2 separate regions of the Mus musculus genome follow, and region 2 is linked to region 1. Evidence: chromatin contacts called from public promoter capture Hi-C data. All regions are on one chromosome and are shown on one strand. Each heading gives the region's core, a stretch centred on a gene start, on an enhancer-like site or on the middle of the called end of the contact. The rest is flanking DNA. Distances are from core to core; before and after follow the strand shown. Region 1 holds the start of Rnh1 (ribonuclease/angiogenin inhibitor 1). Region 2 holds the start of Dhcr7 (7-dehydrocholesterol reductase).

What was found. Promoter capture Hi-C pulls out the DNA fragments that hold promoters and counts their contacts.
Region 2: a promoter capture Hi-C map of pre-B cells shows a contact between it and region 1, with 8 times the contacts expected there. The contact joins the promoter of Dhcr7 here to the promoter of Rnh1 in region 1. A contact is called at or near these places in 2 of 39 promoter capture datasets (liver and pre-B cells) and 1 of 9 other capture datasets (liver).

What each region holds. Positions count from the first base shown.
Region 1 is chr7:141,166,795-141,170,891 of GRCm38.p6, forward strand. It overlaps Rnh1 (ribonuclease/angiogenin inhibitor 1), which reads right to left and starts at 2,142. Exons shown (of 10, transcript NM_145135.3): 1 at 1,882-2,142.
Region 2 is chr7:143,820,851-143,824,947 of GRCm38.p6, forward strand. Dhcr7 (7-dehydrocholesterol reductase) reads left to right here and starts at 2,317. Exons shown (of 9, transcript NM_007856.2): 1 at 2,317-2,690. Nadsyn1 (NAD synthetase 1) reads right to left here and starts at 2,002. Exons shown (of 21, transcript NM_030221.2): 1 at 1,809-2,002; 2 at 322-382. The coding sequence starts at 1,893.

The DNA of each region.
Region 1 (4,097 bases), core at 892-3,391:
AAAGAAGAAGGAAGAGAGCTCTTGAGAAAATTTCTTATCTCGACAGGCTAGAATTTGTAAAAAGATGAGTCCAAAAGTTAAGAGAGTATTTTTTTCCAGTAGGGGCCCAGCCTCTCCCCAGCAAGTCTGTCCACACATTGAGTATCCCGGAAATAAGTTATCAGGGAGAAGCTAACTACATGGTACCATTAAGAGGAGCAGAACCTGAGAGCCTAGGACTATGCGACACAGTCACCCCCTAGCCTCTGAAGGAACCCAGTCACCCAGCACCAGGATACCAACTCTGGCCTGGAAACCTGCTTATTTGTGGGAGCCTGGCTACGGTCTGGAAACTCCAGTAGTGGGGCTTACTGCTGATTCAGCCTACTTCTTACTCTGAGAACAAGTTGGTCCAGCACCATACTCTACTGTTGCCAAGCCCTATACAAAGTCAAAGGCCAGGGAGCATGAAGCCTGGACACAAGCAACCACCTTAAGGGCAGGAAGGCACAGGACTCTGGGGGAAAAGGAGAGTATTCAGAGGCAGTCACTATAGCTTTTGCTTCTGTGACTTCCTTCTGAGTCTAGGGACTCAGGCCAGGACCAACTTCTCACAATCCTCAGCCAGCTCAGGCCCAGCCTGCAAAGGATCCAGGCAGTGTATCACACTAGGAAAGCTGGGACAAACAGGTTACAGGCTCTGACAACCTGAATAAGCATGACAGGCACTGGCTGTGGAAGGATGTATCTGAGGCCTAGAGACAAATACCCATGTCTCCACATTCCTAAGCAACTATCTGTCAAGCAAGCTAGCCTGGACAGCATGTGGGTATCCTGGAAGGCTTGAAAGAAGAGATCAGTGCTGTGCTCCTAGCACTGAAGGGAGAGCGGTACTAGGTTCTGTTTAAGAGAAACAGAAGTCACTTCAGCTGCTCTCTATAACAGTTACCGAAACTGGCAAACAGCTCTGTGTGAAGTTACAGTGCCTGGCACAACATGGCTTTACTAACGGGGTCTTCCCCTTCCTTCCCAGGGCTAGGAGGATACCCCCTTAATGCTAACCAGGAGCACTTTACACATATTGACACAAGGGCTAGTGACAGGGAAAACTGAGGCAACGGCAGAGATAACTCACTGTGGACATATAGCCAGGGCATGGAGAAACCAGTTAGCCCCACCCACAACTCGCCAGGGAGTAAAACCAGCACTGCCTGGATCAGATGTGTCATCCAAAGCCAGTCATCACTAGGGCACTGCCACTGGGGTGGGGTAGCTACAGTACTTCTAGTCACAGGTGCAACCCACACCTGCTCTCTTATGCACTACAGACTACAGGGTCCTAGAGTATCTACCTTTGAGGAAAGCACAGGACTGGACTTTATGGGAGGCAGGGTGCCAGCCAGTCCTGACGATCATCTGAGGTCAGGGGCAAGGGATGTGAAAGAACCCAGGCAGCTGGTTCTTCTCCCACACTCCTCCCCCTGTTTGGCCTTGGGACCAGGCAGGAGGTCCCACCAGCCTGGCTTAGAAGCATGATTCAGGCCTCTGCTTTGATGTGATTGGATATTGCTAACTAGCTGCTCCTAGCTGTTGGGTTAATCCTAGGATCTGAAGACACCCTCTTTGGGCCTTAAAGTGAGCGAGCGAACAGGTCGCTGGCGACGGAGCTATGAGGTCAGCCTTCAAGCACCAAGCAAGGCTCCTCTGAGGCACAAATGTGTCACCCTAAGGGAGGAACAGGCCTCAGAGACTCGCCGGGCCCGTGATCCCGCCCCCGCCCAATTTTTTGATCCCTCAAACCTTCTGGTCCAGCCGCTCTGCCACGTATTAAGAGGGCCAGGAAGGGACCCGAAAAAAACTCTCAAAGGCAGCCGGGCGCCCCGGAACATGGCCCTTGCTCACCTGGTGCCGCTGCAAGAGGTCCCAGACGATCCGTTTTCTTCCGCCCAGGGCGGGGCGTAGAGACTTTCGCCGCTTCTCTTTCTCTGGCCCCAACTAGCCTTTCACTTTGCCTACTGGAGACCGCCCACTAGGTCTGTCCCTCCCACATGCAGGCTGCACTTTGGGAACAGAACTTGACAAACCTGAGTCACTTCTTTGAGCCTGACTAAAAATACGTAAAATGATCCACAGCTGCCACGAAATGGGTGTGACTGTGATGAGAGCTTCTGGTATGAACACACCCATCTCTCCTACAGGCCGACCAGGTTTTCATGGCTAGAACAGTGTTCATTATGAACAGCCTTTCTCCCTGGGGATAGGGCTTGGGATGTCGAGAGCCTCTGATGCATGGGGCTCTCAAGCATTTCGTCACTAAGCATTTCTGATATTTGTCTTAAATATCGTTTATATATGAATGCTTCATCTGCATATATATCTGTGCATCGTGCCCAGGAAGGCCAGAAGAGGGTATCAGATTCTTGGGGAATGGCCACCATTCAGGTGTTGGGAACTACACCTGGGTGCTCTGGAAGAGCAGTGTCCTAAGCCATCCCTCCAGCCCATGTTTAAACTTTGTAACATACTCCCAAGTTATAGGATTTGCTTTTGGTTTCTGTATTTTTGAAATAAGGTCTTGATGTGTAGCCCAGGAGGGCCTTGAACATGCAGATTTGCTTCCTGAGTGCTGGGATTCTAGCACTGTGGAAAAAGTCAGCATTGAGAGTTTGTCACTCAGGAGCCCTGCTCTCTTGCACAAATGGCCACACACACCCTTGCCAAGGAACTGGCATCCATCCACCTAAGTGTTTGTTAAACACTTGTCATTTGCCAGATGCTGTTCTGAGTCCCTCCGGGAACTTTAATAATACAAGTAAAGGAGAGTCTAGCAGGCCAGCATAGGAAATCAGGAATTGTGTTCCCTAAAAGACCTGGGACAGGGAGCCCTGAAGGGAGAGAAGGAGGCAAAGAGACAGGCAAGAAAAGAGGCTGGAACTCAGCTTCATAAACCCTGTGCAGTGGCCACTACAGACAGAGCTTAATCTTCATCGCTGCAGAGCCATCCTCATGGAACCAATACCAACAACTGACCTGTGAAGTTGGGGATCAGTTCTTTGGGGAAAGATTAAAGCCTGCCCAATTAGAAGGAAAACTTTGGCCAGCCAGCCTTTATTTGTTGCTGCCATGAAGGAGAATTCCTGAAAAGAAGCTGTATCTACAGAGACTGGCTGATTAGAGTTTCAGTGCTGTGGAGAAATTGGGCTGGTGCAGTTCCAGAGGCTGCCTTATCCTGGGCTAGTTCTACCCCTCTAGAACAGCTCTTCCTTGCCTACCTGTGTTGCAACTAATATCTTGTGATCAGGCTGGCCTACAACTCACAGAGATGTGGCTTCCTCTTCCCCCTGACTGCTGGTAGGAAAGGCAAGTGTCACCACACCCAGCATCCTTTTGGAATCCTTTAGCAGACCAGTAGCTTCCACTAACCAAAAGCCAAGAATGTCATCAGTTGGCATCTTGGACTTACAGAAAAGCTTCCTTCCTCTTGTTGTACCAATCTCTCTGATGTACCCTTCAATGTACTTAAACTTGCCTTGTTTACTACTATTTTCTTCTGTAAAACTACAAAACGTCATGAAACTACCTCCATGGGAACACAGAATCTGGAGTAACCTAAATCTGTGTTCTCAGGCCATGGTCACTAACAATGACTCCAGAATAAACTATCTCTTATTCCTTTTAAGGTGAGAGCTGTAGTTGTTTTCATGGATACTGAGTACCCACAGACAAATGGCAGGGGCTACCAACTTAGGAGCCTGGGTTCAGGCAAGCCATGTGGCTGGCAGGTACAATGAGTTTCTAGCACCATACCAGGACCTCAGAACAAACTAAAGACAAGCACCTGCCTTCCTTCTACCAGCATGAAAGTGAGCTTTCTACAAAGACCACACCCAGTGAGGAAGGGTGAGAAGTGAAGGGGGCAAGGGCCCCTGGGTGCTGAGTTTGCACAAACTTTCCTGGAAGCTGTATGGGAGAACTCATGTGGGTGGGTGGGTAGGTGGGCCCCAGTATAGTCCTGAGGATCCTCTTAGGAAGCGGCGGAGATACTGGGTGAAAGGGCAAAGAAAGGTTTATCTTTTGGAGGCTCCAAAAGTTTCCTCCTGCAGACACTTGACTTTTAA
Region 2 (4,097 bases), core at 1,067-3,566, 2.7 Mb after region 1:
TTAATACCGCCCCCCCCCCAAGTCTGCCTCTAAACACCATCACCCTGGGATGGAAGAATGTTGGCGGGACATTGAAACCTCAGCATCAGGGAAGGTGAGGCAGGTTGGCTTTATGTTCAACCTCACTCCCCTATTGAACCATGAGGAAGCCTGAAGTTATCCAGCTTCCCCAACCCGCCCGGAACAAGGCCCACTCTCAAGCTGCTGCCATCCTAAATGCATCTTCTTGCTCTCAGTTCTGCCCCATTTCTTCCCATCTTTTGTTCCACTACCTGCCCTCCAAAGGGTGGGGGTTGGGGCTGCCGGTGTGCTTAGCCATACCATATTTCTAGTTCTGGTCCAAGCCTGTATCTTGCACCTTTGCCTTTGGCAATTTGAATACCTATATGGAGAGAGAGGGAGGGAGAAGGATTCAGCAGCTAGGATACATTAAAAGGTAGAAAAAGCAGGCTGCTGTGGTAGATACAGCCAAAGCCAGGCTCCAACCAACTACAGCCCTTTCTGTTAATAGCAGAGGACAACAGGCACCTATACCCACGTGTAGGTATTCAGAAACAGGGAGGGTAGGGTGACCTTAGTACTAGGAGGGTAAGCCACACCTTAATGGATAATCATTAAGCAGACACCCAAATTGGCTATAAGGAAAAGCTGTAGACAGGATGTGAAGGCTTCCATCCCTAGGTTGGTGTCAGCATCCAGCACCCAGGTTGAGAGCTGCTGCCAACATGCAGGCAAGGCAGCCCATCTTCACCGCAAAGACATAGACTCTGACCACAAAATCAGGTCAAAAATTACTTTAAAAAATAAAAACGCCTGGGCTAGCCAGATGTCTCCGTAGGTAAAGTCACTCGTTGGTAAGCCTGACAAGTCTGAGTTCACTTAGACCAGTGGTTCTCAACCATCCTAATACCATGGCCCTTCAATACAGCTCCTCATGTTGTGGTGACCGTCTGCCCCCTCCCCCAACTAATTTTGCTGTTATAAACCATAATGTAAATATCTGAGAGGCTCGATATCTGATATTTGACCCTTGCCCAAGAGTCATTTGGCCCTCACAGGGGTTGTGGCTCACAGGTTGAGAACTGCTCACTCAGACCCACAAGGTGGAAGAGGACAGCTGACTCCTGCAGGTTGTCCTCTGACCTCCACATGCACATTATGGCGTGCATATGTACATGAAATAAATAATACATTTGGGTTTTTCTTGTTGTTTTGCTTGTTTCTTGTTTTTCCTATTTAGCCTTCCTGCAGAGGCTTCCAGCACGGATAACCTGAGGTGAGCAGTCTGCAGCTGGGCACAGAGTATCCCCAGTTCTATCTTCTGGGGGCAATGATGAGCTGACCTGAATGTCAACAATACAGGTATATGGAACGCCAACACCCTTCTCTGACCTGAGACCTCTTCTGGCTTCAGTATGCCTTCTCCCAATGCCAATCCATGAGGAATGTCCTCAGGAGCCCTAGAACACGGATCTCTAGTCTTTGCAAACGCCTAGATCTCAATGAAACAGTTCCAAGAATGCGCAGCCCTGCCCCAGGTAACCTTAGAGAGACCCACCAGATCCTAGAGGATGGATGAGGGCAGTGTCTGCCTGGCTGGCAGGGCACTCCTATTTCCACTCTTGCCTTGCTTCCTCACATGTCCCCCAAATTAGGAAGTCGCCCTGAAAGCTCACCAAGCATTACCCTTCTATCTGTTCCCACGCCCAGCGCTGTGAGTCTCTCCTGGGCAAAGCTGGCCTGGACTGCCATGTCCTACCCATTGTGGACTTTGACTTCTTCCTGTCTCCCGCCACCCCAAAACTCACTCTTTAAAATCCTCTGGAAATTGCCCTCAAAGTCCAGGGCCCACTGATTGAGTGCACAGGTGGCCACGGTCACTTTCCGGCCCATGCTGGTTACAGGTTCCAGGCTGGGACGGTGTAATAACGGAGACCACAGGGAAGATACTAGCCGGACTGTCCGGTCTACGCCTGCGTAGCTTGGTTTCCTAGAGGCCCCTCCCCACGGCTCGCCATAGCCCCGCCCCTCTGCCGTCATAGCCCAGCTTCTGCACCGCCTCCAGAACTGCGCCGGCGCAGACCGTGTCTTACCCGGAAGCCCCGTCCTTTCGCCCTCCACAGCCACACCCCTTCTCACTTTCGCAGTGCGCGCCCTTCCGTGAGACCCCGCCCCCGCGGAGATCCTGCACAAAGCGCACCCTTTAAAGTAGGGCCCTAAGGAGCGCCTGCGCAGTAAGGTTGTCTCAGCGTCCCGCTGTTGCCCAAGGTCAGAGCGTCCTGGATCATTTCCTTTGCCATCTGAGCGACTTTTGATAGGTCATGAAAGGCTTGTTTTCTGCCACCAAAAGTAATGTCAGGTTTGCTTTCTGTCGCTGTGATGAACACGTGGCAAAAAGCAGCTGGGGAGGAAAAGGGCTCACTTCACCTTATAGCTCATAGTCTGTAATGAAGGGAAGTTGAGGCAGGAACTGAAGCAGAGACCAAAGAGGACTTCTGCCCACTGGCTTGCTTGAAGGCTTACTCAGCCTGTTTTTTTTTTTTTTTTGCACCACTGAGGACCACCAGCCAGGGGTAGCGCCACCCACAGTGGGCCAAGGCCGTCACATCAATCATCGGTTATGAAAATGCTCCACAGACAAGCACAGGCCAGTCTGATGGAAGGGATCTCTCAAAGTTTCCACTTCGCAGGTGTGTTCAGTTAATTTGTGTCAATTTTGTCAGTAGGAGCTCACAGAGAGCTCACAGAGGGAATGGGTGTGTCCTGCTTCTTTGGCTCACAGCAGTCTGGATTCCCTGTGCATCAACCTGAGCCCTTTCTCATTCCTGTCCCTTTTGCGTTTGGGTAACACCAATCAAAGTAGATACAACTTTTTTTTTCCATTTTTTATTAGGTATTTAGCTCATTTACATTTCCAATGCTATACCAAAAGTCCCCCATACCCACCCACCCCCAATCCCCTACCCACCCACTCCCCCTTTTTGGCCCTGGCGTTCCCCTGTACTGGGGCATATAAAGCTTGCGTGTCCAATGGGCCTCTCTTTCCAGTGATGGCCGACTAGGCCATCTTTTGATACATATGCAGCTAGAGTCAAGAGCTCCGGGGTACTGGTTAGTTCATAATGTTGTTCCGCCTATAGGGTTGCAGATCCCTTTAGCTCCTTGGCTACTTTCTCTAGCTCCTCCATTGGGAGCCCTGTGATCCATCCATTAGCTGACTGTGAGCATCCACTTCTGTGTTTGCTAGGCCCCGGCATAGTCTCACAAGAGACAGCTACATCTGGGTCCTTTCGATAAAATCTTGCTAGTGTATTGTAGTGGCTATTCCTGGTTGTCAACTTGACAATATTTGGAATGAACTACAATTCGGAATTGGAAGGCTCACCAGTGACCCTTATCTGGAGGCTTGGAGATCCTTATCTGGATCTTGGTTTGAAGATCTTGAGCCATAGTGGCTATGGATTCCAGAAGATTTAATCTCCGAGTTAAGGAACACACCTTTAATCTGGGCTATGCCTTTCATTTGGGATTAAAGGTGTGGTGGAACACACCTTTAATCTGGGCTACACCTTTTGCTGGAGACAATATAAGGACATTGGAAGAAGGGAGTCTAGCTCTTGCTCTTGCTCCTTTGCCTGCTTGCTGCGTGAGACTGAGTAACTGCTAGATCCTTGGACTTCCATTCACAGCTGCGACTGAACAATTGTTGGGAATTCGGCTGCCGACTGTAAGTCATCAATAAATTCCTTTACTATTTAGAGATTATCCATAAGTTCTGTGACTCTAGAGAACCCTGACTAATACATGTATGCAATGGTGTCAGCCACTATGTTCATAGCAGCCTTATTTATAATAGCCAGAAGCTGGAAAGAACCCAGATGCCCCTCAACAGAGGAATGGATACAGAAAATGTGGTACATCTACACAATGGAGTACTACTCAGCTATTAAAAAGAATGAATTTATGAAATTTCTAGCCAAATGGATGGACCTGGAGGGCATCATCCTGAGTGAGGTAACACATTCACAAAGGAACTCACACAATATGTACTCACTGATAAGTGGATATTAGCCCAAAACCTAGGATACCCAAGATAT